Linked DNA regions of Lactuca sativa: region 1 is linked to region 2. A link is a contact called in public Hi-C data. All regions are on one chromosome and are shown on one strand. Each heading gives the region's core, a stretch centred on a gene start, on an enhancer-like site or on the middle of the called end of the contact. The rest is flanking DNA. Distances are from core to core; before and after follow the strand shown. Region 1 holds the start of LOC111911626 (SUMO-conjugating enzyme SCE1). Region 2 holds the start of LOC111911624 (probable 2-oxoglutarate-dependent dioxygenase At3g50210).

What was found. A called contact is a pair of places that touch in the nucleus more often than the background predicts.
Region 1: a contact with region 2 is called in a Hi-C map of leaf, with 4 times the contacts expected there. The contact joins the promoter of LOC111911626 here to the promoter of LOC111911624 in region 2. A contact is called at or near these places in 2 of 4 Hi-C or Micro-C datasets (leaf and seed).

What each region holds. Positions count from the first base shown.
Region 1 is chr3:140,954,473-140,957,508 of Lsat_Salinas_v11, forward strand. It overlaps LOC111911626 (SUMO-conjugating enzyme SCE1), which reads left to right and starts at 1,490. Exons shown (of 5, transcript XM_023907385.3): 1 at 1,490-1,830; 2 at 1,973-2,056; 3 at 2,560-2,712; 4 at 2,789-2,902; 5 at 2,973-3,036. The coding sequence starts at 1,762. The coding sequence ends at 3,035.
Region 2 is chr3:140,793,528-140,796,356 of Lsat_Salinas_v11, forward strand. It overlaps LOC111911624 (probable 2-oxoglutarate-dependent dioxygenase At3g50210), which reads right to left and starts at 1,484. Exons shown (of 11, transcript XM_042900295.2): 1 at 1,348-1,484; 2 at 822-937; 3 at 461-579; 4 at 289-352; 5 at 154-221; 6 at 1-42. The coding sequence starts at 1,381.

The DNA.
Region 1 (3,036 bases), core at 240-2,739, 160 kb after region 2:
TCGAGCAACAACCGATAATTAAAATTTTTAAAGGAAAGAGGACTAAAATCGACGCACAAACTAACCAAAATAGTAGGAGAGTGATCACATAACAAAACAACATCCAAAACACAAAACCACTTATATATTTTCAAAAACAAATATCTAATAATTAATGTTTAACCAACTTTGAATATAGTAGTTATTTTTCCTTTGTAATTAAGCATTTTGACATTTGCACAAAACCTTATTGGAAATAACAAGGCAATGTCCCAATTTGTCAACTTGCAAAAAGATTCACACGTATAGATTCATATCATAACGTCACGACCGACCCAAATCACACGTTGCAAAAGGGTAGCTTGGTTTTCACGCATGAATTAAATAAGTTGATAATTTCTAAAGGTGTGCATTTAACATACCCATAACAATATATATATATATATATATATATATATATATATATATATATATATATATATATATATATATATATATATATATATATATATATATATATATATATATATATATATATATATATATATATATATATATATATATATATATATATATATATATTTCTTGGAACAATTAACCAACGTATTTTTGAAATGGAACTATTAAGTTGAAAAAGATGAAAAATAAAAAATAAAAAATAAATATTTGGAATTATTATATTTTCATGGGAGAACGTGAACATTATATAAGTTATTATTGCAATTTTAATTTTTTTGAATTCAAATCAAATTTCGTTATTGCTAAAAGTATTTACATACTTTTACATTATTTTTAACTATCATTTTTATTAAACCAACATTTTATTTGTTTCTCCAAGCTTTATCAATAAAGTTTTTGGATGTCGATGATTAGACTCATTTTCTTATTATAAGTACTTTAAATAAAAAACAATATTACTTACTAAAAATGTTAATCAATAACTTAATACTATTTAATATTATTGAAATATATGAATTATAAATTTATAAATTATATTTTCCTCACTCGTTTCATATTTTTCAATAATCTAATTATTTATTATGATATATATATATATATATATATATATATATATATATATATATATATATATATATATATATATCATATACTTAATAATAATTTTATTTTATCCATTCTAAATTTCTAATCATATTTTATTATTAAACATTTTGTCATTTTTACTAAAACGAAATATTTTTATAGTTATGCTTTTATTTTTATAACTAAATAATTTATAAAAATAATACTAACATAAAATATGACGTGTTCTTAAAAACAATAATTTAAAGGACAAGAGTTTCCAAAATATTTGAAAAATATAAAAATAATTATTTAATTATTAAAATTTAAATATTTGAGTAAATTCAATATATAATTTTTCTTTAAATCCCAAAAAATGACATCACAAAATAAACAAATTATACAAAAATCAACTACTGTGTTTATTTTATCTCTTAATTTAAACCTAATTTGTTCAAAAAATAGAGAATCATAACGAGTAATCAAATCTCAAACCCTTTCAAACCCTTTCATCTTGTTAAACACAGGGAACAGATTCGAGCTTATCTTCGATAATTGGTAAACTAGTATTTAGTGTGGTGACTGGTGGTGTTGTTGGGGGAAGGAATAAATCATAAAGGAGAAAAAAAGTCGACTGCTCAAAAGTCAGCCTTTCGTCTTCTTCGCCATAATAAACCCATTTGCAGACTTCTACACCCTGCAAATCTTTCTCACACCCACACAATTCTAGACGCAGATCGCGATCGAAATCTGTAAACCATGTCTGGTGGTATTGCTCGTGGTCGTCTCACCGAGGAACGAAAAGCATGGCGAAAGAATCACCCCCATGTTCGTCTCCTAAGTCCTATCCCCCTTTCTCTTTTCATCTTTCTGTTTATTTGTGATTGTGTTTCATAACGTGTGTCTATGGTTAGGTATATATGCTGATATTTTTGGGGATTTTCGATTTGGGTTTGATTTTATTGATTAGGGTTTTGTGGCGAAGCCTGAGACTCTCCCTGATGGTTCAGTGAATTTGATGATTTGGCAGTGTACCATCCCCGGTAAGACAGGGGTAAGTTCTCGTTCTCGTTCTCGTTCTCGTTATATCTTATTCTTTGATTTGAATTTCATTGATGAACAAAATTTTGTCAATTATGCGTCTGGAAACCTATCTGTTATGATCGAAGAATCTCTATGTTCTTTCATTGGAACTCGTTTAAGTATTCTGTGTAAAAAATTTATCAAGGTTGTTATATTAGTACAAAAGATGATGAAATCATGAGAACACCATTGAATTTAGGGTATTGATATGAGTTTTCAGACTACGTTTTTAAGCTGTTGATATGATAACACATTAACACCATTAATTTTGTTACGAAATCATGAGAAAGAAATACTTTATCATGATTCTTGAAGAAATGTTTGAACACAAAATGAATTCAGGGTTCGAAAGATGTGATTTTAGTTGTCTTCCTTATGTTTTCCATGGATTGTTTATGGAGTCAATAAAAGAACAATTATGGAGTTTGTATTATAGTTTCATATAATTTTATTATTTGAACAATATGAATGCAGACTGATTGGGAAGGTGGATATTACCCTCTTACCCTTCACTTCACTGAAGATTATCCAAGTAAACCACCAAAGTGTAAATTTCCACAAGGCTTCTTTCATCCCAATGTTTACCCCTCTGGAACTGTTTGTTTGTCCATCCTTAATGAAGACAGTGTAAGTTCTTTGAATCTAGACAAAATTACCAAAATACCCTTCCTTTTTTAATTTTTTTTGTTTTTTTTTTTTCTAGGGTTGGAGGCCAGCAATAACAGTAAAACAAATCCTAGTTGGAATTCAGGATCTGTTGGATTCCCCTAACCCTGCTGACCCTGCACAGACAGATGGATATCATCTCTTTATCCAGGTAATTAAAATTGTTTAATAATTTGAAGGGTAATTTGGTCATTTCACAAATTGTGATTTTGATGATGTAGGATACGGTGGAGTATAAGAGAAGAGTCCGTCAGCAAGCTAAGCAATATCCCCCTCTCGTTTAGA
Region 2 (2,829 bases), core at 234-2,733:
TACTCCTCCATCACTTCCTTAAACCTCCGAGGATCAGATGGCCTTTTGAGAAATTTAAAAGAAAAAAAAATGTGCATTTAAATACAACCTTGTTAATGAAATAAAAGCTTTTGTTAATGGTTCTTTTGTTAATGAAATAAAAGCTTTACATACCATTTATTGATTCCTACTAATGGGTCACCAAGACCTCCATACATCCCTTTCTTTAGTTCACTATAACACTGTTAGAAAACGTGTTATAAGAGAGGGATAAAAATGGTTTGGAGGTAAAAATATGGAGGAACTTACATCAATGGCTTCGTGTCTATCGGGTATGCCTTTAGTGATATTTTCACCAACTCTTTGGTATCCCCTATGTTTTTTTTTTAAAAAAAAAAATAATAAGAATGATTGTCGAATGTGGATGTATTTTTTTTAATAAATACTGTTAAGTGAAGATGTTGATTTGATTTGGAGAAACCTGTATCCGGTTTTGTCGGATAATTTGATCTTGAGTTTCTCCTCGTAAGGTTGACCAAAATACTTGTGTGTTATTTCTCTAACCTCTTTGATAAGAGAGTCCGGTATACCATGTCCTTTCTGTTCAATTATATCTATTAACATCAGTCACAATCACAGTATAATATCGTTATACTATCTCATTCACAGTCACAATCAATCTGTCAATCAATGTCGTCCCAATTACAGTCACAGACACAGTCACAATCAATCTGTCAATGAATGTCGTCAGACAATTACAGTCACGATCAATGTCGTGAACGGAGTACAACATGCTTTGTCACATCAAAAGGGTTAAAGAAAGATAGGTTAGCATTAAATACCACGTAAAAGAATCCAGCTTCTCTACAAGCTTGATCTAGAAGTCTAACAACTTCTGCAACATCTTTGTCTTGGGCTACATTTGGATCATCACACTTGGCCACAAGAGGACTAATATCTGCCTCACAAATACAAGGAAAACCAAACACAACATATCAATTATCAAGCCAATTAATAATTCCTAACAAATATTCTTAAGAAACATTGCAATTAAAGCGATCGATTGAAGCAAATTGGTTCTTGAATTCGAAATCAACATAGATTTACAACAATAGCTTGGATAACGCAACTCTAGAAACACCTAAAATTTTCACTACACGACGTTTTTTATTCAAGAAATATATATGACGACGAAGAAGAGAAGATGAACTTCTAAATCGAGTGAATACAAATCGGAACTTCCTGATGTTTCTTCAACCTTAGATTATTGCAATTATTGTATTGATTGAGTAGTATAACGACAAAAGGCTATAGTGAAATAGCGATCCTAGGTTTTAAATTTTCGCCAAAATGATATGAGAAATTTACCGATGAGTGGAATGGATTGGAAGTCTGTGGACATACTGGCGCCGGATTATGCGATTCCGTTCCGATGAAGCGATCGGAAAGAGGGAATCTTTTTAAGTGAGAGAGACTTTGGAGTAACGTTTAAGTGAAGTGGTTGGAATCTGATTATTTATTCGATCCCTTGATGTAAACATATATATTTTTTATTTTAAAAGATTTAACCATTATTTTACAATAATATATATATATATATATATATATATATATATATATATATATATATATATATATATATATATATATATATATATATATATATCGATTTGAATTTTGAAGAGGATTAACTTGCTGGTTTGTTGCTAGTAAATCATATACGATGAATTGGGTGTATTTTCATATAAAATCATAAAGTATTACTTTCATGCGGGTAAAATGACAAACACTTGTTGTGCAGAACAGCTGAAACAATTTATCAAACACCTGGTGTGCAAAAATTAAATCAATTCATAGAAGACATCTATGAACCAAAACTGGTGCAGAAAACCTGAGATTTTCACATACATATTTCCTTCGACAACAAAAGAATGTCTTCAGTTAGCACATGTATTTTTTACTTTGAATTTCTAGACGTATCGGCAACAAACACTGAAGCGGGGTGAGATAGAAGATGAACGGTTTAAAAAGATACAGAACCATAATTTCCTCCGTAACAACGAAATTGAAATTTCTTGCGAGATTTGGGTATTTTAAATTTGAATCGGTATCTTGTTTTCGAGATGGGATCCTGGACCCCGAAGAACTCAGGCGCTCCACACGCCTTGAACTCCCTGAATGAGGGAGCTCGGGCCCCAATCTGGCCTGTAGTAATCTCATCTCGTAAGGACCTGAGCCTCTCCTCCATGATCTCCATGATGCCCTCCTTGACGGTATCGAAAATCACCGGGGTAGCGTCAAGTATGCCACGAGCCTCGGCTGCGATAAGATCGCGCAACCTCTCATCCATGGGCTCTGCACCGGAGCCCATACCTGATCCAGATCCAGATCCTGAACCTCACGTGATCATCATCACCCTCAACTGAAAATATCACAAATAACCAATATACAGAAATCGAAAGAGAATTCTCCACACCGTCCTCCTAAGAGCCACAAGGTCTATCATTGCTTCGGTACAGGTCCTGTACTTTCAGTAGTACGAGCCTAATACTACCTTCCACACCTACATGTACCTTCCCCAAGGTCATACCTGATATCCCTAAATCACCCAATCACAAATCATAACTCATAAACACAACACCATCTCTGATCCTAGACTGCCCTATGATTCTCAGCCCTTACCAAACCAGAAATCCAGATCAATTATAACAGGTTGTCCTATGCATGCAAGTTATACACAAAGAGAATCACATAGACTGTCAAATAAAGCTTCTACCCTAAACCACAACCAAACAAGGAACATGAATAAGGCAGACTCCCATATTCTAGGACTATGTAATCCTAAACATG